Linked DNA regions of Mus musculus: region 2 is linked to region 1. Evidence: chromatin contacts called from public ChIA-PET data. All regions are on one chromosome and are shown on one strand. The core of a region is the stretch at or near the end of the contact, and the rest is flanking DNA. Distances in the headings are between cores, read along the strand shown. Region 1 has its middle 21 kb from the start of Gm39610. Region 2 holds the start of Commd1 (COMM domain containing 1).

What was found. ChIA-PET counts read pairs in DNA pulled down with a chosen protein or histone mark.
Region 2: a contact with region 1 is called in an RNA polymerase II ChIA-PET map of memory CD8 T cells, with 8 read pairs. The contact joins the promoter of Commd1 here to the enhancer-like site in region 1. A contact is called at or near these places in 4 of 39 promoter capture datasets (embryonic stem cells, liver and maxillary cranial neural crest), 1 of 484 Hi-C or Micro-C datasets (embryonic stem cells), 6 of 115 datasets of contacts at active chromatin or transcription factors (bone marrow-derived macrophages, embryonic stem cells, large pre-B cells and 2 more) and 3 of 9 other capture datasets (adipose tissue, liver and pancreatic islet).

The regions. Positions count from the first base shown.
Region 1 is chr11:23,121,869-23,127,352 of GRCm38.p6, reverse strand. No RefSeq gene overlaps it. Among named protein-coding and RNA genes, the nearest start is that of Gm39610, 21 kb to the right of the region's middle. Within about 2 kb of position 2,727, at least 23 of the 459 cell types and tissues checked have an H3K27ac peak or open chromatin away from gene starts, as enhancers often do. A contact at or near this core is called in liver, memory CD8 T cells and trophoblast stem cells, where this site is marked.
Region 2 is chr11:22,979,189-22,984,672 of GRCm38.p6, reverse strand. Commd1 (COMM domain containing 1) reads left to right here and starts at 2,389. Exons shown (of 3, transcript NM_144514.2): 1 at 2,389-2,594. The coding sequence starts at 2,418.

The DNA.
Region 1 (5,484 bases), core at 1,478-3,977:
AGCTTGTCACCACACTGGTTACTATAATATTTAATATAGAATGTTACACATAGACTATGTGACTTTAGTACCTTATAGTCCCCTAAGCACTGGGATTATAGGAATGTGCCACCACTTCTTTCCTTCCTTCTTTCTTTCTTTCTTTCTTTCTTTCTTTCTCTCTTTCTTTTTTAAAGGGTTATTTATTTATTTTATGCATGAGTACACCAAAACTGCTCTCTTCAGACATACCAGACGAGGGCACCAGATCCTATTACAGATGGTTGTGAGCCATCAGGCGGTTGCTGGGAATTGAACTCAGGACCTCTGAAAAAGTAGCCAGTGCTCTTAACCGCTGAGCCATCTCTCCAGCCCTTGTTGTTCCTTTTATGGGTTTTCTGTTTGGTTCTTAGACAGTACTGCTACATGGGCCAGGTTGGCCCAAACAAACGTCATTCCCACACGAGCCTGGTACTGGCATAACAAAGTTGCACCTACACTCTGGCTCCTTGATGAGATTAATCATAAACTTTCTATACAGCTTTTAAATTTAAATTTATTTTGTGTGTATGCATGTTATGTGCATAAGTGGTAACTTAGGAACCATATTATCTTGGCCAAGTCACCTAACATTCTCCAAAGCACAGTTTTTCTCTCTGTACAATGAAGGCAAAGGAGATTTCAGAGTTGTGATGGTTCTAATAATGACTGGCATGTATCCAGCCTACACTTTTTAAAATCTACCCTTTATTACCAAGAACTATAAAAATAAAGGGCCTATTTCTAATTTTACATTGCAGTCTCTCAAATAGATGTCTACGTATTTACTCATCATTTCAAGCCCTCAGTTGTGGTACCAGAGGTAGAGGGAAGACTGGAGAAACATTGAAGTCATTATCTAGTTAACCTGCCACTCAGAATTTTCACTCTGTCTTTTTCAGCATGATGCATAACCTTCACTCTAACCAGCTACTGTGAAAGGATGAAGCTTCACTGTTCTGTCTAGTTAGAAAATCTCAGCTATTAAAAAAGATGAATTCATGAAATTCTTAGACAAATGGATGGAACTAGAAAATATCCTGAGTGAGGTGACCCAATCACAAAAGAACACACATGGTATGTACTCACTGATAAGTGGATATTAGCCCCAAAGTTCTAAATAACCAAGATACAATTCACAGACTACATGAAGCTCAAGAGGAAGGAAGACCAAAGTGTGGGTGCTTCGGTCTTTCTTAGAAGGAGAACAAAATACTCACAGGAACAAATATGGAGATAAAGTGTAGAGCAGAGACTGAAGGAAAGGCCATCTAGAGACTGTCCCACCTGGGGATTCATCCCATATATATAGTTACCAAACCCAGACACTATTGTGGATGCCAAGAAGTGCATGCTGAAAGGAGCCGGATATGGCTGTCTCCTGAGAGGCCCTGCCAGAGCCTTACAAATACAGAGGCGGATGCTTACAGCCAACTATTGGCTGGGCACAGGGTCTCCAATAAAGGAGTTGAAGGGTTTTGCAACCCCATAGGAAGAACAATATCAACCAACCAGACCCCCACCCCCACCCCCAGAGCTCCCAGGGACTAAGTAATCAACCAAGAAGTACACATGGCTCCAGGTGCATATGCAGCCGAGGATAGCCTTGTCATGCGTCAATGGGAGGAGAGGTCCTTGGTCCTATGAAGGCTCCATAGATGCCCCAATGTAGGGGAATCAAGGACGGGGAGGTGGAAGTGGGTGGGTGGGTGGGTGGAGGAACACCCTCATAGAAGCAGGGGGAGGGAGGATGGGATAGGGGGTTTCCAGGAGGGGGGAAACGGGGAAAGGGGATAACATTTGAAATGTAAATAAAGAAAATATCCAATTAAAAAAAAAAAAGAAAGTTTCACAGCTTAAACACTTCTTTAGCATCTGGAAATCTTCTGTTGCAATGCTTTGGTGTTGAAGCAGGCAAAGGTTTGCTTCTTTTGTGTCTCTCAAGTCTGAGGATACTCACCTGGTTTCTCTTTGGTCTCATGGGCGCACATCAGCCAGTGAATACACTGACTAATATTAGACAAGAAAAAGCCCAAAAGACTGGCTTGAGAAAAACATGCACTAGGTGGTTTTTTTGTTTTTGTTTTTGTTTTTTTTTTTTCTCCAGTAACTTTTGGATTAGTGATGAGAACTCTGAAAACACGAACACCCTCATTTTCTTGTCAAACTGGTCTGAAGGTTACTAGGTCAGGCGTCTACTGTAATTAACAGTAGTGTAGCTTAAGGGTAGTTTGACACTAGTGCAATGAAGATGATGATTCTAACCTTTTCTATTTTGTGAAGGTAAATTAGCCTCAAAAATGGTGTAGCAGCCTGAAATGGCAGTGCATGCCTCTTGCCTCTCATTCCCAGTTTTTTGTAAGGAGTTCAAAATCAGGCTGGGATTCCTAAGGAGCCCAGCTCAAAAGCAACCCCGCCCCCATTCTTCACCTGCCGCCTTCAAAATCTAAAGAATTCAGTGGTTACATCCCTGCTATGAGCTCTTCCTCGCTCAAACATTCTGTAACTTTCACACTCTGCTTTTTGCCTGTCCTGTCACTTTCATCGAAGGCCGGCTGGGGAGGGAAACCATTCTTCCAGAACACATCCATCCCAGCAGATTCGGGGATCAGGCAGCTTCAGGACTCGCGACACCTGCCTCGGGACGCCCATGGCTGCACCAGCTTCTGAGAGCTACTCCCCTATGGAGCTAAAGGAGAGAGAGTGTGCTCTCGAGGCTCCGCCCCCCGCGGGGCGGAGCCAGTGATGGGGCAGGTCTAAAGGGAGGGGAGGGGCGAGGGAGGGGCGGGGCGGCGTGGAAAGGGTTTGGGTCCCAGCCTGCAGACTTCAGCTTCTAACCCTCCAGTCAGTTTCAGTTCATCCAGTGGCTCTCGCTTGCTTGCTAGTTCTCTGTCCTGGCTGCCACCTTGGATGAGTGACTGGCTCAGACCCTCGCGTCAGCATCCTAATCTCTAACTGGCCGCTAGTTCTCACCGGGCCAGCAACCTGCCCTGTGTGCAGACATGCGTTCTGCAAGTTTCTGCATCTAGAAACTTCCACCACTGAAGTAGTCCAAAGAAAATATGAATAGACTTGGGTCATGGTAAGTAAAGTATTGCCAAGACCCTACTGTTAAAAAGATACTTTGTGGTTAAGAAGCTAATTACCTTTAAATTTATTTTTATTTATCTTTGTTATAAAATCAGATTGATCCATAAAAGTACATACGGAATGTGACAGCTAGGCTAATCCATGAGCAACTGAACACTGAACACTGGGAAACAAACTTCTGTTTGTTATGTGACTTGCATCACTCTCAGCTCCTTACACGTGATGTTTTTCTTCAGGGCCTATATCATTTTTTCTAGTTTGTGAATCATATTAACTGAATTTTTCCACTTTAGTTAAATGTGCCTTGTGACATCTACCCCAATGCTAGGCTGGGTTAATAACCAAAGGGCGCAAGCCTTCCAAGGAAAGACAAACCTTTACAACTTAGCTAATTGCCCATGGGAAGTGTACTTCAGCTTTTGTAGCTCCAAAACATTTGGGTTAGTCTTCCTGGGAAAACAACGGCAGTTATAGACATTCCCTAGGGAAGATGGATAAATAAATGTGAGGAAAACTGTAATCAGAATGAATGGTAAGTTTTGCAATTTAATAATTACCTGATTGACAGCACAGAAGAGCAAACTATAAAAAGGTTCAGAACTTCTTTATTTAATGTTAACTTTATCAGGATTTGCCAAGCATTAAAAGATGGGTGAAAAGAGAATTTCTCTTATTCAAAAAATGAACATCATAGATATAAACATTAAAGAGATAGACCTTAAATAAATACTATTAAAGAAATAAACATTAAAGAGCCTTTAATCTCTGTTCCAAGGCAGACTGGTGTTAGTTTATCGGTATATCTATTCCTATGGGCTATGTATTCAGAACTGGCTTTTTTCTAGGGAGGAGTTATTTGGGGTTGAATTCAGGGCGTCAAGCTTTCTAAGTGACTATAACCCAGACAATTTTATAGCAGTGGGGCTCAACCTGTGGGTCACAAACCCCTGATGTTCAACTGACCTTTTCATAGGAGTTGTCTAAGATCATGGGAAAACACAGATATTTACTATTCATAACAGTGGCAAAATTACAGTTATGAAGTAGCAATGAAAATAATTTTATGATTGGGGCACTACAACGTAAGGAATGTATTAAAGGGTCACAGCATTAGGAAGGTTGAAAAGTGCCATTTTATAAAAATATAATTTCCATATTCTGGCGATGGTATAGAAAAGTGGTTGAAGGAGCTTTTGTCGCTTGGGCCAGAATGCAGAGTAGACCCCTTCTTAGCCATACCATCAGGGTAGACCCCTTCTTAGCCATACCATCAGGGTAGACCCCTTCTTAGCCATGCCATCAGGGTAGACCCCTTCTTAGCCATGTCATCAGGGGATGATATATTTCTTTCTCTCAATTTCTCCTGCACCAACTGTCAATGAGAATCTTAAGTAAATCTTTTTTTTTAAAGATTTATTTACTTTATGTATATGAGTACACTATAGCTGTCTTCAGACACACCAGAAGAGGGCATCAGATCCCATTACAAATGGTTGTGAGCCACTATGTGGTTACTGGGAATTGAACTCAGGACCTTTGGAACAGCAGTTAGTGCTCTTAACCACTGAGCCATCTCTCCAGCCAAGTAAATCTTTTAAAATTATTATTATCACTGCTACTACCACTCGTGTGTGTGTGTGTGTGTGTGTGTATGTGTGTGTGTGTGTGTGTGTGTGTGTGTGTGTGTGTGTGTATAGGCACACTGCCACCTATTATATGGAAATCAGAGGATAACGTTGGAGTCCAGCCTTCCATCTTTTTGTAGGTGCTGGGGATCAAACTCAGGTCACCAGGCTTATAAGGCAAGCAGTTCCCTGACTCATCTCACTTAAGGTTTTAAATATGAGGGGACTTTTCTGCATGGTTAGGTACCTGGAAAGTTGTTTGCATTTTAATGTATTTTGGATGTACATTTTAAAATTATTACATTGTGTGTGTGTGTGTGTGTGTGTGTGTGTGCATGAGACAGATGGACTGAGAGAGAGAGAGAGAGAGAGAGAGAGAGAGAGGGAGGGAGGGAGGGAGGGAGGGAGAGAGAGAGAGAGAGAGAGAGAGAGAGAGAGGAAGTTTCCTTCCTCCTATTGTGTTGGGGCTATAACTGTGATTTCCCTATCATGTTGGTATGTTGGTTCTGGGATTGAATTCAGGTTATCCTAATGCTTTTATTTGCAGAGTCATCTTTCTAGTCCTATTTACATTATGAATTTTAAGCCTACATGTTAAGCATTTAACCATATTTCTCAAATTTATCTATAAATTTATAGTTTATACTAAAACAGTTGTTCTTTGATTAAGTTCTTGGTGAGCTTATTAATATACTATGTTACATATCACATTTACACATACTTTAAATAAATATAATAGGTTTTTCTTAAG
Region 2 (5,484 bases), core at 1,140-3,639, 140 kb after region 1:
ACTGTAGCTGACTTCAGACGCACCAGAAGAGGGCGTCAGATCTCATTACCGGTGGTTGTGAGCCACCATGTGGTTGCTGGGATTTGAACTCAGGACCTTTGGAAGGGCAGTCAGTGCTCTTACCTGCTGAGCCATCTTGTTAGCCCCGATCAATAAGGTTTATATCGACATTTTAGACCTAATTAAAACAATTTTTAAAAATAGCCACTGTTTGTGTACTCAAGTCCTCAACACAGTATGAGTTATATATGAAATGAATCTCTGGTCTTTCATATGGATATTTAAAAATTAAAGCAAATTCACTGGAGCTGGAGATGTTGCTTAGTGGTAGAACACCTGCCTAGAACACACATAGCCTTGTGTCTAATCCTCTCAAAACACAACTAAAGTAAAAACTTAAGGGTTCTTTGGAAAGTCAGCTGGGTGGTGCTTTGCTGGAACAAACATGTGAAGGAATGTTTAGCTGAAGCAGACACAGGAGAGGGGATGTTTTACATAAACAAACACATGAAAAGACACACGATAAAAGATTATTTACTAACAATACACATACATTGGTCTGCCTTATATTATATAGTTGAGCTACATTTGTCGGAATGCCATAGAGAGAAAGGTACCAAAAAACTTTTAGTGGTGTACTATAGTTTGTGAGCTGATTGGGTGTGTGTGCTGAGGCAAGAGCTGTGCTCTAGGTGAGACACATGGAGGACACGTGATGTTTGGAGGGCATAAACAGGACTCCAGAGACAGAGCCTGACTTGCTGATGCAGCTAGCTATACAGAACAACCTCTCCCCAAACCTCAAATCCACATCTTTTATGGAGCCACAGTTCCAAACACATCTCCTTAAAAAAAGATGGAGGCATTTGGCTGCCTTGCATGCCTCCTCACCAGTGACATAGCTGTGCTTAAACACACTGCAGTTCATAGTCTATTATACCATTTTCCTTTATTTTAATTTTTTTTTTTTTTTTTTTTGGTTTTTCAAGACAAGGTTTCTCTGTGTAATCCAGGCTGGCCTCACACTCAGAGAATGCCTCTGCCTCCCAAGTTCAGGGATTAAAACCCAGTATGCTATTTTTATTTATTTATTTTGGTCTTTTTGAGACAGGGTTTCTCTGTATAGCCCTGGCTGTCCTGGAACTCACCTTGTAGACCAGGCTGGCCTCGAACTCAGAAAACTGCCTGCCTCTGCCTCCTGAGTGCAGGGATTAAAGGTGTGTGCCACTATGCCCGGGTTTTTATTTTAAATTACAATTAGCTTATACTAATTTTTCCAATTGGGAGCTAATTTACATATTGCAAAACTGTCTTTTAGTGTATACAATTCACTGTGCTTTGGTAAAGGACAAAGCCGTGTAGTTATCACCAGTGGCTGCTCATAGGCATTTTCATCATCTGAAAACAGACTTTGTACCCATTATGTCATTTCCTATTCTTCCCTCCTTCAGTCCTTGACAACTGGATTTTTGTATGGATTTGCTTAATTTAGCAGTAAATAAGATTGTCCAGTTGTCTTTCATGTCTGGCTTCATTCGTTTCACGCATTTTTTTTCTTTTTTTCTTTTTAATTATGTAGGCCTGTCTGTGCACATGAGTACATTGCTGGTGGAAGCTTTCAATTTCTGAGGTTGGAGTTACAGGAGGTTGTAAGTCGCCTAAAGCGAGTGCTGGAAACTGAACTTTGGTCCGCTACAGGAATAGTATACATTCTTAACCATTGAATCTGTCCAGCCCTCATTTAGCACATTTTAAAGGTTCACCTATATTATAGTATCATGCTACACGCTTATTATAGCTGAATATAAGTAAGGGTTTTTTTTTGGGTAATTATGTAGATAAGTATTTACTAATGCGATTCCACTTTAAGAATGAAAATAAGGCTTTGAAAAATAGTGGTTATAGAAATGGAGACCAGACTACTGATAATGGCTAGAAAGACAACGTACGGGTATACACAAAGGAATTAATGCAAGCAAAGAGATCATGTCCTCATGAAGTAGCTACATTTGGGGGGCGTGGGGAAAAGATTATAGAGCTTAGAACTGAGTAGTAGGCACTGCTCATTTAATTGCAAGCTGTAGAATGAGATACAGCCATCGAAGAATTAAGGTGGCATTCTTACGGAGTTACAGTTAGGTATCTCCAGCCAGCGATCGTTCCTTTGAGTGCGCATTTGCACATCGGAGTGAAGAAGGAAACAACAAAAACACAGTGACTCTAAAGGAAACTGAGTGGATTTGGCTGTGGTGGAAGTAGTGGATGTGTGTGGCAGAGCAAACGAGAGAACTGTTTATATCGACTAGTGGAGGAACCCGGCATCGCGTTCCGTGGCTGCCTTTGCCAGCTTTTATGGCCCTTCTCGGCCCCCGTAGCGGACCGGAGCTCAGCCGCTGGGCGGCAGGCCCTCCTTAGCCATGGCGGGCGATCTGGAGGGTGGCAAGTCCCTGAGCGGGCTGCTGAGCGGCCTAGCGCAGAACGCCTTTCACGGACACTCGGGTGTCACGGAGGAGCTGCTGCACAGCCAACTCTATCCGGAAGTGCCACCGGAGGAGTTCCGCCCCTTCCTGGCGAAGATGAGAGGACTTCTCAAGGTACGGTGGTTCCGCCGAGCAGCCCTGCCCTCCTCGCAGCCTCAGGCCCGCCCCCAGCCTCGGGTGCTGCTGTCTTTGGGCGCTCAGCGACCCTCCTGAGCCGTGGAGGTCGCTCTGTTGCGCCCTTGTTTTAGGGACACATAACGGTGAAAACATTGATTTTTTTTTCTCTCCCTCAAGACTTTCTGTGTCTGTAGTATAGATAAGTTTCGAGTTTTTTTCGCCTCGGACTTTGATGTTGCACCGGGCGTTGTAGTGCACTCCTTTAATCTGTGCACTTGGAGAGGCAGAGGCTGGCAGAGAGTTGTGTGAGTTCGAGGCCAGCCTGTTGCACAGAGTTCCAGGGCAGTCAGGGCAATGTGGTGAGACCCTTGTTTAAAGAGAGCGAGAGCGTGCTTGCCAGCTTTCCTGGGTTGTGGAAGTTGGGGAGCGTTAGCATGAGGTGGTTGGTGAGATAAAGGATTGATTAACTGGAGTAAACACCATTAAAGCAGTCGACTCTATGATTTCCAAATGGAACGAAGTATACATCAGACTGTCTCATGAAAACTATTAGAGGGCAACATAACAGGTGAAATTAACTAAAAAGATTTATTTTTATTTTATGTGTATGGGTGCGGTGCCTGCATGTGCACTGGTGGTTGGAACGGTTATAGGCCACCACATGGGTGCTGGAAACCCGGGTCTTCCTCAAGAGCATTATTAGGGCTCTTCTAAGCAGTCTCTCCAGTCCCCCATTCCACCTGGGGTTTGAGATAGGATCTCTTGTAGCCCAGACTAGCCTTGAACTCACGTGTAGTTGATCCACCTTCCACTTCCCAAGTGTTAGAATTTCAAGCAGCTACCACCATCTCCTGCTGTGACCTCTGTGTGTGTGGGTGGCATGGGGTGGGGTACCTTGCACTATCTCACTCTGTGTGGGGGGTGGCGTGTGGGGGGATACCTTGCACTATCACTCTCTACCTATCTTTCCAGACAGAGTCTCTCTCTCACTGTACCTGGAATCCAGTCTCACTGACTGGCTAGAGCAGCCAAGAACTCAAGAGATCTGCTTGTATTTGCTCTCCCAGAGCTTGGGTTACAGAAATAGGGGACCATGCCCAGCCTTTTCATGGGTGCTGGAGAATCAGAACCAGGCCCTAATTGAGCTATCTGCCCAGCTGGCAGCTGGTTCCTGTGACTTTTTTTTTTTTTTCCCCTTGGGTAAGCTGTTATAACTAAAGTGTATTCAAGGTATCTATCATTTATGTAATTACTATTCAATGTATTGTTTTCACAAAGTCTTTATTTTCTGTGTATTGAAGTTTTGCCTGCATGTGTATCTCTGAATGTGTTGGAACTTCTGATGCTGGCGTTACAGACAGTGGTGATCTGTCATGGGGATGCTGGGAATTGAATCTGAATTCTCTGAAAGAATGGCCAGTACACTTAACTGCTGAGCCATCTCTCCAGCTCCTTCACAAAGTCTTTAAAATATGATGTGCATTTTACATTTAAAACATTTTAGTTGCAACTAGCCACATTCGAAATGGTTAAAGTGGCCATATGTGGCTAATGACCACTGTATTAATTCTGATTACAAGCCATGTGGCAGCTTACTCTAGTCTGTCACTCCAGTTCTAGATCTAGCACCTTCTGGTCTTCATGGCCTCAGCTACTCATACAGTGCACTTATATATATGCAGGCAGGCCACTCATACACATAAAATAAAAATCAATACACCTTTAAAAGGTGAAGTGGATGGTGAGGGAGGCAACTCCCTAGGAAAACGCTTGCCGTGAGAGTAGGAAGCCCTGAGTTGGATCCCGGTTCTCAGATAAATGACAGGCATGTTTGGAACCCGGCATTTGTGAGGTGGAAAAAGGCAGATGTTTAGACTTCACTGGCCAGTCGGCCAGCCTAGCCAATTAGTGAGCTCTGGGTTCCGTGAGACCTTGTGCTAGAATTTAAAAATAGGGTTGCGGGCCAGCGAGAGCTTAGCAGGTGAAGCCACTTGCTGTTAAGCTTGACAATCGAAGTCCCTGGAACCCACATGGGAGAAAGAGAGAATTAACTGTGGCAACTTATCCCCTGGCCTACACAATCACTTTTTTTTTTTTTTTTTAAAGAAAAAGCTGGAGAGTGGTAAAGCAGGATGCCTGAATTCAACTTCTTGCCCCCACAGCACATGTACCCATTTACATGTAAGTGGGAGTACCACTGAGGACGCTTGCTGTTGATCTCTTACATCCAAGCGCACACAGATGAGGCGGCAAATTTAATGTGTCTACTTTTTTGTTGGTTTTCAAGACAGTGTTTCACTGTGTAGTTTCAACTGTCTAAACAGCCTAAAACCACACTATTTAAAGTTCCTGTTAAATTTTAACTTGCTACTAAAAATCCTTATTCTTTTATTTATTACATTTATTTTATCATGTTCTCAAGACAGGTCTGTATGTAGCCCTGGCTATCCTGGAGCTTACACTATAGATCAGGCTGGCCTTGAAGATCCACCTGCCTGTGGCTCCCAATGCTGAGATCAAAGGCAACACCACTACCTAATTTTTCTTACAATATTTGAATACGAGAAAAAAAATGCAATTACTTCACAGAAATTGACTGGAATTGCCTCATGCAATGGGAGGAGTCACTTGTGGTAAAGTAGTGTCAGGGTAGCCAGATGTGCCAACACCCTGGAGGGCAGACAGGGCATCTTGAATTGTATGTATTTATGTGTGCCTGTGCATGTGAATGCAGGTTCCTGTAGTGGCTAGAGGTGGTGGATTCCCTGGAACTGGAGCTACAGGTAGTTGTGAGTAGCCTGATGTGGGTTGCTAGGGTCAGAACTCAGGTCCTCTGAGAGACCAGTGCATGCTCTTAGCCACTGAAATATCTCTTGAGCCCCAGATG